Regions from separate parts of the Mus musculus genome. Here all the other regions are linked to region 1. A link is a contact called in public HiChIP or PLAC-seq and promoter capture Hi-C data. All regions are on one chromosome and are shown on one strand. The core of a region is the stretch at or near the end of the contact, and the rest is flanking DNA. Distances in the headings are between cores, read along the strand shown. Region 1 holds the start of Smg8 (smg-8 homolog, nonsense mediated mRNA decay factor (C. elegans)). Region 2 has its middle 56 kb from the start of Gm33742. Region 3 overlaps Gm33742 (a long non-coding RNA gene).

What was found. Promoter capture Hi-C pulls out the DNA fragments that hold promoters and counts their contacts. HiChIP or PLAC-seq counts read pairs in DNA pulled down with a chosen protein or histone mark.
Region 2: an H3K4me3 HiChIP or PLAC-seq map of bone marrow-derived macrophages shows a contact between it and region 1, with 2.7 times the contacts expected there. The contact joins the enhancer-like site here to the promoter of Smg8 in region 1. A contact is called at or near these places in 2 of 39 promoter capture datasets (macrophages and stem cell-derived epiblast-like cells), 1 of 484 Hi-C or Micro-C datasets (CD8 T cells), 2 of 115 datasets of contacts at active chromatin or transcription factors (the SCID.adh cell line and bone marrow-derived macrophages) and 2 of 9 other capture datasets (adipose tissue and liver).
Region 3: a contact with region 1 is called in a promoter capture Hi-C map of liver, with 2.0 times the contacts expected there. The contact joins the enhancer-like site here to the promoter of Smg8 in region 1. A contact is called at or near these places in 9 of 39 promoter capture datasets (the C10 cell line, cranial neural crest, frontonasal cranial neural crest and 5 more), 2 of 484 Hi-C or Micro-C datasets (embryonic fibroblasts and embryonic stem cells), 4 of 115 datasets of contacts at active chromatin or transcription factors (bone marrow-derived macrophages, embryonic stem cells and pancreatic cancer cells) and 3 of 9 other capture datasets (adipose tissue, liver and macrophages).

What each region holds. Positions count from the first base shown.
Region 1 is chr11:87,085,259-87,089,570 of GRCm38.p6, reverse strand. It overlaps Smg8 (smg-8 homolog, nonsense mediated mRNA decay factor (C. elegans)), which reads left to right and starts at 2,794. Exons shown (of 4, transcript NM_024262.1): 1 at 2,794-4,312. The coding sequence starts at 2,818. It overlaps Prr11 (proline rich 11), which reads left to right. Exons shown (of 10, transcript NM_175563.5): 10 at 1-415.
Region 2 is chr11:86,922,278-86,926,630 of GRCm38.p6, reverse strand. No RefSeq gene overlaps it. Among named protein-coding and RNA genes, the nearest start is that of Gm33742, 56 kb to the right of the region's middle. Within about 2 kb of position 1,325, at least 45 of the 459 cell types and tissues checked have an H3K27ac peak or open chromatin away from gene starts, as enhancers often do. A contact at or near this core is called in CD8 T cells, the SCID.adh cell line, bone marrow-derived macrophages and 1 more, where this site is marked.
Region 3 is chr11:86,839,402-86,843,662 of GRCm38.p6, reverse strand. The region is part of intron 3 of Gm33742 (a long non-coding RNA gene); the gene reads left to right. Among named protein-coding and RNA genes, the nearest start is that of Gm51288, 11 kb to the left of the region's middle. Within about 2 kb of position 2,987, at least 106 of the 459 cell types and tissues checked have an H3K27ac peak or open chromatin away from gene starts, as enhancers often do. A contact at or near this core is called in adipose tissue, bone marrow-derived macrophages, liver and 1 more, where this site is marked.

The DNA.
Region 1 (4,312 bases), core at 1,545-4,044:
GACTGCTCTTCCAAAGGTCCTGAGTTCAAATCCCAGCAACCACATGGTGGCTCACAACCATCTGTAACGAGAACTGATGCCCTCTTCTGGTGTGTCTGAAGATAGCTACAGTGTACTTACATACAATAAATAAATCTTTTTAAAAAATTTTTATAAAGCTGCTATTGCTGTTGTATCAGTATTAAAATGCACCCTATTTTAAATGTTTACTATTTTCTTAATTTATTTTTTATTAGATATTTTCTTTACATTTCAAATGCTATCCCAATAGTTCCCCCATACCCTCCCCCTCCCCCGACTCCCCTACCCACCCACTCCCACTTCTACTAATTTTTATCATAGAATGTATATGCTTTTTACTGTAAGCACTTACATACTCTGCACATTGTATGATTTTATTAAACTACTGTTTATCATATGCTTCCAGAGTTCATGTTGCTTTGTTATTTTTAGACAGGGTCTCACTGTCTAGCTAGGCTGGCTTGGAACTCCTTATTTACAGAGTTCCACCTGCATCTGCCTCTTGAATGCTAGGATCAAAGCCGTGTACCATCACAACACATCTTGAGGTTTAAAAAACAAACAAAACTAACAAATATAACATAAAAGACATGGAGACTGGTGAGAGGGTTCAGCAGGTAAAGATGGTCACTTAATAAGCCTGGTGGGCCTGAGTTTAATTCCTGGGTCCCATAGAAAGGTGGATGGAGAGAATCAATTCCACAATGGATTTGTTTGTTTTGTTTCGTTTCATGGTGCTAGAGATGTAACCTAAGGCCCCTTAGCAAGTGCTCTAACCACAGGGTACACTCCCATCCTAAAGAACTCTTTAAAAAGACCTATCACAGCTCTATGCACAGTGAGTACTCTGTGTTTATGCTGTTATATTGCTACTATTTGACTTTCTAAGTAAGATTTCCATGAATGTAAGTGACCACCACCACCTCCTCCTCCTTCTCCTCCTCCTCCTCCTCCTCCTCCTCCTCCTCCTCCTCCTCCTCCTTCATTTTTCCTTCGAGACAGGGTTTCACTGTAACTGTCCTGGAACTCACTTTGTAGACTAGGCTAGCCTCAAACTCAGAAATTCGCCTGCCTCTGCATCCCGAGTGCTGAGATTAAAGGCATGTGCCACCATACTCGGCTTAAGTGACCTACTTCTATGTCTAGCTTAAAACCATAAGTATTGTAAGAAGTGAAAAGCATGGATGGTATACATCTGTAATGCCAGCACTTGGGGTGTGAAGATAGACCAATCAGGAGGGACAAGAGTTCCAGGGCAATTGAACCTACAATGGGTTGGGGAGGGAGAAGGAGAAAGAAAGAATCTATTACAAATGTAGTCAGTGGTAGAGCACTTGCCTAGCATTCACAAAGACATGAATTAGATCCCCAGCAACACACACGCACACTTATTCATATTTCCACTATGCTAAATTATTAGATTAATTTTCCACAATTGGTTTGTTTGTTTGTTTGAGACAGAGTTCCTCTGGGTAGCCTTGGCTGTCCTGGAACTCAGTCTGTTGGCCAGGCTGGCCTCAAATTCAGTTCAGAGATCCACCTGCCTCTGCCTCCCTAGAATTTTCTACAATTCTTTTGTTGATGTTTATCTTTTTGTTTTGAAACAGATTTTTTTATTTTTTGGTTTTTCGAGACAGAGTTTCTCTGTGTAGCTCTGGCTGTCCTGTAGACCAGGTTGGCCTTGAACTCAGAAATCCGCCTGCCTCTGCCTCCGGAGTGCTGGGATTAAAGGAGCGTGCCACCACGACTTACAGTTTTCTTACAGTTCAGACTGGCATTGAATTTGAGACATAGCTCAGGATGATCTTGAACTTCTAATCATTCTGGCACCTCCCAAGTGCTGGGTTTGCAGCATGGGCCACTATACCCAGTTTATACTGGTGCTGAGGATAGAACACAGGACTTCCTGCATACTAGACACGTAGCTCTCCACCTCCACGTCTTCTATTTCTTAAAGATTAATTTTGGAGTGTGTGTGTGTGTGTGTGTGTGTGTGTGTGTGTGTGTGTGTGTTTTGCAGGCCATGGGTGCTGCAAAACAAGAGCTCCTTTTCTCTGTAAGAGCAATATCTGAATGTTGGAATCACAGAAGTGCAACAATGTGTTTGGTGCTCTCGCTCCTCCCTCCTGTCCTTTCTTTTTTGTTTTCTTTTCTTTATGGAGACAGGGTCTTGGTATGTTATCAGGCTAGCACAGCTGCTGTGCTCAAGAATCCTTCTTCCTTGCTGGGTGGTAGTGGTGCATGCTTTTAATCGCAGCATTTAAGAGGTAGAATGGGGGCATGGGGGAGAAAGGAGGAAAGGAAGAAAGGAAGGAAGGAAGGAAGGAAGGAAGTTAGGAAGGAAGGAGAGGGAGAGAGAGAGGAGAGGGAGGGAGGAAAGGAGGAAGGAGGAAGGAAGAAAGAAAGAAAGAAAGAAAGAAAGAAAGAAAGAAAGAAAGAAAAAGAAATTAAGAAATTCTCCTGCCTCAGTCTTCAGAAAAGGTGAGAGTATGATCAACCACCCACGCTGAGCTGTTAGAAGAATCAGTTGGAACTGTTGTGGGTTTTGGCGTATTCTTTAAAACTGAAACGGCAACCAATCTAGCTTTCGATATCTTAAACTCGAGTTGAGTAAACGTAGCGCTAAGACCTTGCAAGGGACACGAAAAGGCAAAGGGGTGGAAGGGAGTGTTGGGGGGAGGGACAGACACCCGGAACTCAAGGACTAACAGGCGGAGGAGGGATTTCACAATAGGACCGGGTGGGTTGGGATCAGCGAGGGACCGGAAGAACGCTAGAGGAAGCTCTTTCTCCGCCATGGCGGGGCCGGTCAGCTTGCGCGAGCTGCTCATGGGGGCGTCGGCCTGGCTGGGCTCTGAGAGTCCTGGAGGCCCCTCCGCTGAAGGCGGGGGAAACGCGGCTGGCACGCCCGAGCCCCCGTGGAGGGAGGATGAGATCTGCGTGGTGGGAATCTTCGGCAAGACGGCTCTGCGCCTCAACTCCGAGAAGTTCTCTCTGGTGAATACTGTGTGCGATCGACAGGTTTTCCCACTCTTTCACCATCAGGATCCTGGAGATCCAGGAACTGGAATCAAGACCAAAGCTGTCTCTGTCGGAGAGGCGGGAGGAGCCGGAGACCCCGGGGCTGCAGCCGGGGATTCACTTCGCGGAGGTATGGCTACGGCGGAAGGTAACCGAGCTGAGCCAGGTCCCCAGGACTTCAGTCTTTTGCAGGCCTATTACAATCAGGAAAGCAAAGTTCTGTATCTTATTCTCACTTCCATCTGTGACAACTCACAGCTTCTGCGTGCTTGTCGGGCCCTCCAGAGCGGTGAAGCCGGAGGGGGCCTCTCTTTACCTCATGCAGAAACACACGAGTTCTGGAAGCATCAGGAGAAGTTACAGTGTCTCAGCCTCCTTTACCTCTTCTCTGTCTGTCATATCTTGCTCCTGGTCCATCCGACGTGTTCCTTTGACATCACTTATGATCGTGTATTCAGAGCCCTGGATGGACTGAGACAGAAAGTACTACCCCTCCTCAAAACAGCCATTAAGGATTGCCCAGTTGGCAAAGACTGGAAGTTAAACTGCCGACCTTGCCCACCTAGACTCCTCTTCCTCTTTCAACTCAATGGGGCCCTTAAGGTGGAACCGCCTCGGAGCCAGGATACAGCTCATCCAGATAAACCCAAGAAGCACTCTCCCAAAAGAAGGCTGCAGCATGCCCTGGAGGACCAGATCTATAGAATCTTTCGCAAGAGTCGAGTCTTGACTAATCAGAGTATCAACTGCCTCTTTACGGTACCTGCCAACCAAGCTTTTGTGTACATAGTCCCCGGAAGCCAGGAGGAGGACCCAATTGGCATGTTGCTGGACCAGCTTAGGAGCCATTGTACCGTGAAAGACCCAGAATCGTTGTTGGTGCCCGCACCCCTTTCTGGACCTAGGCGGTACCAAGCGATGAGACAGCACAGCCGCCAACAGCTCTCCTTCCACATTGATAGCAGCACCTCGAGTTCTTCAGGCCAGCTAGTGGATTTCACTCTTCGAGAATTCCTGTGGCAGCACGTGGAGCTGGTCCTAAGCAAAAAAGGTTTTGATGACAGTGTGGGCAGGAACCCACAGCCTTCCCATTTTGAACTGCCCACTTACCAGAAGTGGATCTCTGCAGCAGCAAAGTTGTATGAAGTGGCTATCGATGGGAAGGAAGAGGACTTGGGCTCCCCCACTGGGGAGCTAACATCTAAGATTTTAAGCAGTATTAAAGTCTTAGAAGGGTTTTTGGATATAGACACAAAATTCTCGGAAAACC
Region 2 (4,353 bases), core at 76-2,575, 160 kb after region 1:
AGTTCTAGGACAGCCAGGGCTACATAATAGACTCCCTGTCGTGAAAAGAAAAGGGAGAGAGAGAAGAGAGAGAAGAATGGAAGAGAGAAGGAAGGGAGAGCGGAGAAGGGGGTAGGAAAAACAACACAGTGAGCGACTACAACAAAGCAGGGCCAGAGTATAGTTCATTCACAGAACACTTGCCTAGCACATTCAAGACCCTGCATTCATATCCAGCACCCACAGCACCCACCTGCCCCCTCACACATAGGAACAAAACACCCCATAACCCAGCCTGAGATAAGTGTCTTTGTCCCATTTTCTTACTTCGATCAGACAGGCTTGCTGTTTTCTGAACTCTCTGTGTCCATCCAAGCAAAACGTACGAGAGACAGCAGGGGCCTAAGGGTGGAAATGTGGAAGACATCAGGTGAGCTGCTGCCTGGTTGCAGGACTTACTTTTAAAGTGTCCTCTGAGTATCTGATTCCACTTGGGTCCATTTTCTCCAAAGCCCCCAGGTGACCCAGCACAAAGGCGAATGTGAAGCCCAATGAAATAAAGCACCCACATTTGAGAACTGGATTCCAAACATCTGGTTCCAAAAATGATGGTGACACAATGGAGTCCAGTGGAGCTGTCGGTCACTGGTGGGGTGCACAGCCCTGTGGCTATAGCCACACCCCATAGACCTGTGGGTTAGTCTTTACATTAGCCCTCAAGGCAGGCCCACTGCCAACTCAGCGTCCTTCCTTCCTTTATCCCTTTGATTTTATGGTCCATCAGGATTCACATAGCCCAGGTTAGCCTTAAAGTCACTATGTAGCTGAGGCTTGGATTATGGGCAAGTGCCACCATGCCAGGCCTTAATTCTCTGTGTGTGTGTAGAACAAAAATCCATATGTTGGAACTTAATTGCATATTGGGGCCAGCCTTTCTCTACTCCCCGTGTACTACCAGGTGAGTCTGTCCAGTCCATCCTCTGAGATTCCACTGGAGCCTCACAAGCAAGAACTGATAGTTGTGAATGCTCTGAGGTTATCTAGAGGAAAAAGCCTACATGAATAGGTGTGTCACTGAACAGCATCGGCATCCTCCCGGGCTTACTGGGTTTGGTATCTAGTGACATGTCAGTTGTTTTTTCTGTCACCCAGCCCTCACTCACATCTGACTCATTTGCAAGACCCACAGATTGCAGAAATGGACAGTTTCACCGTTTCCAACCAACCGAGCTTTACCCCCAGCCCTGCTCTTTAGGGTTTCTGTGGTTTTGTTTCTTTCCAGTGCTGGGGTTGGAACACAAAAGGCCCTATGCAGGCTAGACATGCACCTACCCGCTTCTCTAGCCTGAGCTGTAGTAGTCTAACCAGCCAGTTTCTCCACTTCCTGTCAGGCTCCTTCCGGCACATTCCTAACAGTCCTGACGTGCTCTTTTCAGAGCATAAACAAGAGCTCATCACTCCTTTCATCAAAACCGAACTCCTCAAGACCATATATACTCAGAACCAAAGCCCGAAACACCCAGCCATGCAGACCTTGAATCTGTGCCTTCAACACACCCAGCTTGCTTGAGGTCTTTCACAATCGGACTCCAATGTCAAATCCTTCAGGAGACATTGTGTGACCACTCCACACTTTAATCTATTCACCTGGGTTTATTTTTGTCTTTTCACCAGCCTCTAGTTCCTTCTTTCCCCTTTCTCCCCTCCTTCTTCCTCCCCTTCTTTCTCTTCTCCCCTCTCATCCCCCCCCCCCACATTTCTCTCTCTAGATGGCTTACAGAATGACACCTCTGGTCACCTCTATGCCCCACGTGCCTTGCACATAGTAGGTGGTCCATAATTTGGTTGACTGACTCAGTACAGCGCTACAATGAGCATGGTTCCACCAGGGAGCTGCTGGTGGCTGCCTGCTGTACTGGAAAGGATGCCAATTAATCAGCCCTGCAGTTCAGTCTGACCAGTAGCTAGAACATGGAGCCTTACCAAGCTGGAATTGTGGGAGCTGTATCATTTCGTGGGTCTTGAAGTATTCGCCTTTCATTCTTTCTGTATGCTTGTTTTTGAGACAGAGTGTATAGCCTGGCCCCAAACTCTATGCAAATCTGGCAGAACTCAAATTCACAGAGCTCTGCCTACCTCTGCCTCTGGAGTGCTAGAACTAAAGGTGTGTGTCACCTTGTCCAACCTTAGTTGGTTTATTTATTTATTTATTTATTTATTTATTATTTATATGTAAGTACACTGTAACTGTCTTCAGACACACCAGTAGAGGGCATCAGATGTCATTATGGATGGTTGTGAGCCACCATGTGGTTGCTGGAATTTGAACACAGGACCTTCGGAAGAACAGTCAGTGCTCTTAACCACTGAGCCATCTCTCCAGCTCCCCAACCTTAGTTTGAACTTATATCCCCAACACATGCTCTCATTCTTAACTGGGATGGGGAAGGATACAGAGGGAGAGTTGTTTGTTTGTTTGTTTGTTTGTTTCTTTCTTTCTTTCTTTTTCTTTCTCTGTGTAGACCTAGCTGTGCTCAGACTCAGAGGTCTACCTGCCTCTCTCTGCCTCTTGAGTGCTGGGATTAAAGGCATGCACCCCCACCTCTGAGTCTTACAGTGAAGGAGCCAATTGGTAAATTTGGTTCTCTGTCTGAATCAAATAGAATTCAGCATCATTATCCTTTCTGTTCCTCTCCAGATGCTTGCAGAAGGCAACTGCTTTCCCAGCTAAGGAGTGGAGCACCTCAGGAGGTCCAGGAGCAAGCCCTTTTGGACTTTGAAATTCTCCAGATTTTATTGCCAGTCACAAATGTACTTACACTGCACACTACCATGTGAGTTCTTCTGGGTCATACCGGTCTCTGAGAGGGTCTGGCTTCTCTTGAGCAGTTTGCACATCTGTTCCACACACCACCATGTGAGTTCTTCTGGGTCATACCAGTCTCCGAGAGAGTCTGGCTTCTCTTAAGAGTTTGCACATCTGTTCCATTGTATTGTCAGCAACATCAGCCTCCTGGGGATCTTACAGCCACAGGGTAGAGAGGTCATTTGGACAGGCTCTTCCCTTGAGGGTGTAGGTAACCCATGATGTGTGTCTGGCAGTAAAAGGCTATTGTTCTGTTAGTGAGACAGGGTCTCACTGTGCAGCCTAGGCTGGCCCAGGCTGGCCTCAAACTCACAAATCTCCTGCTTTTAGTTTCCCAGGTGCTGGGATTATAAACATGAGGCACTGCACCTGGCTTTGGAGCAGATTATATAACCTTGATGTAAGGACCAAGACATCCACATTTCCCCATCCCAGCCATCTTTCAAACCTTTCAGCCATTTCCCACAAGACTCTGCGGAGCAAGTAACTATCCTCCTCCTCATCTTGCATACAAAGAAGCTGAACCCCAAAGAAGATTCATAATGTGTCCAAGCCCACAAAGGGGAGATGAGGTTCAGTTGAAGGTCTGTGTGGTCCTGATGTTGGTGTGGTTATGTGTGTGTGTGTATGGCAGACTAACTATCCAAATCCTTAACTCACAGGGGTAGATAGCCTGATATCCATTAGCCAGCTAATGCTAATTTAGGAAAACAACCCCTGAGATAAAGAGTTATAGAGAAGTGACTCTAATTAGCTGGCCCAGCAGGAATGTCGAGTGTTATCTACTGAAGCTCAGAGCTGTTTGGCTCCTAGACACTCCAGGGCAGGACTGTGGGATCCCTGCAGGAAGGAATTTTGAAAGATGCTGAGACCATAAAGAGCTTCTCTGGGTTCATCCAGGGAGATCAATGTCCTCCCAGAGGAACGAAAACATTGGGGGTCAGAACCAAGGAGGCTGGCAAGGGGGTCAAGGGTACTAGAAGGCCCTGGCACTGAGGTCCAAAAGGGAAGAGAAATAGAAATAGATGCTTCACTTCAGGGACAGGGAGGAAAGGGTTCCCAGCCCCTCCCATCTCCCAGAATACGTTTCTAGGCACCCCTGACAGAGTTACTCTTACATTCTTCTTGGAGCTTTTGTTTTGAGAAGCCATCACCAGCAATGGGACTTTTAACTGAGAGTAAAAAGAGACCTTTATGTATGGAAATCCTAGGTTCTTAAGCACTTAAGCACTGGGATGACTGGGATGGGAAATGTGTACAACCATTGGGAGTCTTGGTCGTTACATCAAGGTTATATAATCTGCTCCAAAGCCAGGTGCAGTGCCTCATGTTTATAATCCCAGCACCTGGGAAACTAAAAGCAGGAGATTTGTGAGTTTGAGGACAGCCTGGGCTACACAGACATTCTGGGCCATCCTAGGCTGCACAGTGAGACTCAATAATAGAACAATAGCTTTCTTTTGCCAGACACACATCATGGGTTCCCTTAGGCTTCCACATGGTAAGAG
Region 3 (4,261 bases), core at 1,738-4,237, 250 kb after region 1:
ATTCACCAGAGCAAGGGGGTATTAGAAGCTCTGGGACTGGTCTGGTGAGGTGGCTCAGTGGGTAAGAGCACCCGACTGCTCTTCCAAAGGTCCGGAGTTCAAATCCCAGCAACCACATGGTGGCTCACAACCATCCGTAACAAGATCTGACGCCCTCTTCTGGTGTGTCTGAAGACAGCTACAGTGTACTTACATATAATAAATAAATAAATCTTTAAAAAAAAAAAAAAAGAAGCTCTGGGACTCTGGGCCAGCAGGAGAACCCATCAGATTACGGTACTTGCTATACAAGGTACAAGGCTAATGATCCAAGGTCCATCCCTGGAACCACAGAAAGATGGATCATGGCCTCTCTCTGCATGCCGGGTGTGCACATGAACCCCCAACTCAAGAAAACAGTATATTTTAAAGGCTACGAGACTGAATGGAACACAAAGGCAGAGGAGAGAACCAAGCTGGGAGTCCCAGGGTGGTACTTGGCAAGAGATCAGCATTTAGAGATTAGAGAGGGAGCAAAGCAGTAACGCAGAAGTAGACTGAAAGAGAACTGAGGTAGCCACGGTTGCAGAGTGAAGAAAACACTCTAGAGTGATTTGCTAACTTTGAGTTACTTGTGTGTGTATATGTGAATGTATGTATGCATGCATGTGTGTATGTATGCATGTACATACGTATGTATGTGTATATGTATGTAAATGCAGGTAACTTCAGAGGCCAAATTCAGGCATTGGATTCTCTGGAGTTCCCTGGAGCTGTGAGGCACTTGACATGAATGTTGGGAACCCAACTCAGGTCCTCTTGTCCACTGAGCCCTCTCTCTAGCACCAAAGGAGAACAAATTACTTCAGGGAGCGATCAGCCTCCTAACAGGTGCTGACTGCAGAGAGACCATGAGTGCAGGGTTTGTTTTAGTGTGCGTTCTCTTGCATGCTGCCCATTGGCCTTCATGTCTTTCCTGTCTCTTCTTATTCTGATGTAAGCTGTACAATAGTTGGTAACCCTAAGATTTAGAACAATGTCTTGTTCATGGTACGTGTTCAATGAGTAGTCACCAGATCTTTGTTAAATGGAAAAAACAAACAAATAAAGGCCCGCACCTTTAGTCCCAGCACTTGGAAAGTGCAGAGGGAGGCAGGTCTCTGTGAGTTTGAGGCCAGCTTGATCTATATAGCCAGTTCTAGGCCAGCCAGGGCTACATACTTAGGACTTGTCTCAAAAAAAAACAGACAATAGCAACCCATGAGACAAGAAAAATAAAATTATATTTTCTAATATTTCTCTATATTAAAGAAAGCTTACTTTTATACTGGAAGTCATGCTGTAATACTAAAGAAAAAAACTGACACGCCAACCCCCCCCCACCACCCATGTAGCTCAAGCTGGCTTTGAACTCTCAGTTCTTCTGACTCAGCTTCTTGTATGCCGAGATTATAAGGAGGCATCCCATGCCCAGCTAAAAGTTTGAATGACTTATTTAAAATTAGGCAAGGGTGTAACCTCACATTTCTTATCTATAGAAGGGGACTGCTCAGTGGGTAAGGCACTTGCTTCCAAGCCTGAGGACTTCAGTTCAATTCTTGTAATCCAGGGCTGGAGAGATGGCTCAGTGGGTAGGAGCACTGACTGCTCTTCCAAAGGTCCTAAGTTCAAATCCCAGCAACCACATGGTGGCTCCCAACCACCCATAATGAGATTGATGCCCTCTTCTGGTGCATCAGAAGACAACTACAGTGTACTTATGTATAATAATAAATAAATCTTTGGACTAGAACTAGCGGGGCCGACCGGTGGAGGGAGCAGAAGTCCTAAAAAATTCAATTCCCAACAACCACATGAAGGCTCACAACCATCTGTACAGCTACCGTGTACTCATCTACATAAATAAATAAATAAATAATTCTTTAAATTCTTGTAACCCACGTGGTTGAAGGAGAGGACTGACTCCCCAAACGTGTCCTCTGACCTCGCAGCGACATATACATAACTTCCCTAGCACAAAGTAAGTGTAAATAAATAAATGTAAAATATATTTTAAAGGCAATAAGATAATATTTGACACTTTCCTCAGGATGCTGTGATTTGAGGATCTGAAAGATTCTCACAAGCCAGACCACACAGCACGACTGCAGGTGCTTCCAGATACATAAGTCGTTGCTATAGCAAGTTCCATGCGCTTGGGCGAGCCTCCCTAGCGACAGCCATGTTTCAGTCTCACATTTCATTCAGTCTCACAACTTTAAATACCAGAAAAAACCGGAAAGGTTCCCAGGGGAATTACGCTTCCAACCAAAAGCATTCGAATGCATCTCAGGATTGAGAAAAGGGCCATAGAATGTCTGGATCAGTGTTGTTACTCTCCTTGTTTCATCTTAAATTGAAATAATTCAAAAGCCAGATGTGCAAGGTGGCTTTCACGTGTAATCACTGTACTCTGGAAGCTGAGGCAGGAGGATGGCTAGTTTGGGCTACATAATGAGTTCCAGACCAGCCTGGGCTACAGAGTAAGACCTTATCTCACCTCTCCTCACCACTGCCAAATGTAGTAACTTTGTGTCTTTTTACATAATACCTCCTTTCTTTGTTTAGACTCTATAGCTCAAATATCACTCCTTTGTTGAACCTACAGTGGCTACACATCCCTGCATCTATACACATCCCTGCATCTATGTGATCCTCTCAGTTACCCTAAGGAGATTTGAACAGATGCCAAGGGTTAGAAAGGCCACATTGTTGCAATCTAGATACTTTTCCCTCCAAAGGTTAACTAGGAAACTTCCAGGAACTCCTGTAAGTTTAAAGAAGGTAAAGATCCCATTTTCAAGAAGAGTGGCCTTTAACAAGGGAAAAAAATGTGCTGAGTGAAGAGGGTTAGAAGCGGGTGGGATAAGCAGTTGTGGGAGCCCGGAGTCCATCTGGATTATCACTAAGCAGCCTTGGCCGCTAGCCAAGGCTTCTGAGTTATTGTTTCCCCTTTGCTCTGAATCACACAGCCCTGCTTTTCTTCCTGCCCTGGACTCAGAACTCTTGACCCTTCTCTTTTCTGCATGCTGGGCAGAACTGATTATGTTTTAGCACTGGTGTCTTAATACCAAATATCAGGAGAAGATGCCAGGATAGTGTTTAAAGATTCTAAAATGCTAAGAACTTAAGAGATAACTATTTAGAGAAAAGCTTCAAGGACAAACTTTTCCAAATAGGGACAGAGTTTTCATTCGTATGTTGATTCATCTTTTATTCTCTCTCTCTCTCCCTCCCTCCCTCCCTCCCTCCCTCCCTCTCTCCTTTTCTTTCCCTGTGTGGGTTAGTGCTGTGACAGGGGATGAGTGGCTGAATCAGGAAAGACAGAACATCACTGGAGTGTGACAGCAGGAGAATGGGTTCCTAAGGCTGCAAGTGTGCCCTTTGAGATGACTCAAAGCATCATGCTGCAAACTCCCTCTTTTGTATTCCTGTCTCCACGGGGGCAATAGCATCTCTGCAAATGACTGTGCCTGACTGGCCTGTCATTGTTTTTAACACATTCACTTGTCACTTCCTAATATTAGACATTGTGCTAACTGATTTGCATATACTCTTTATAGCCCCCCTCCCAGAAAAAAAAAAAAAAAAAAACGGAGCCGTAGGAATTTTTAACAGTCTTACTTCATACAGAGAAAACAGCCTTGATCCCTTGGTCAGGTGGAGCATCCGGAGAGTGGGTAATAAGTCACTAAGGAAGAGGAACAAACACAGTGAAGGGTGACTTCACAAAGGTGAAGTGTGCTAAGCTGGAATAACAGGATGCTGAGGTCAGAAAAGTGTTTTCTGATGCTGGGACTCTTTGAATAAGAAATAAACAGAAGCACACTCCCATTTCCATTCATATTCTGTTTCTTTCCATGAGATGAGTATTGTGTTGGGACCACGTATAATGAACAGATGCAGGTCGCAGGCTATCGGGAGCCAGGCAGCTCATGACTTTGTGGTATAGAGCAGGTCTTTAAAAGCTTTTCCAAACAGAGTAGTCTTTTGGGCAAGCTGGTCGGCTCCCATGGAAATACTAGAATCTGATTTTCTTTTCCTTCTTTTGTTGATGCAGAGCTGTGCACCCACGGGTTCTGAGAAACCAAAGGTGAGGTGTTTGTCAGGCCTGGGAAGAAGTCATGCTTCCCAGGGGGAGGTGACAGCTGAGGTGTCACTTCAGCTGTTATTTCATCTCCCTGCAGTAGGATCCTCATGCAGCAAAGTGAGAACAAGCTCTGACCTATTTAGGATGCTAAGA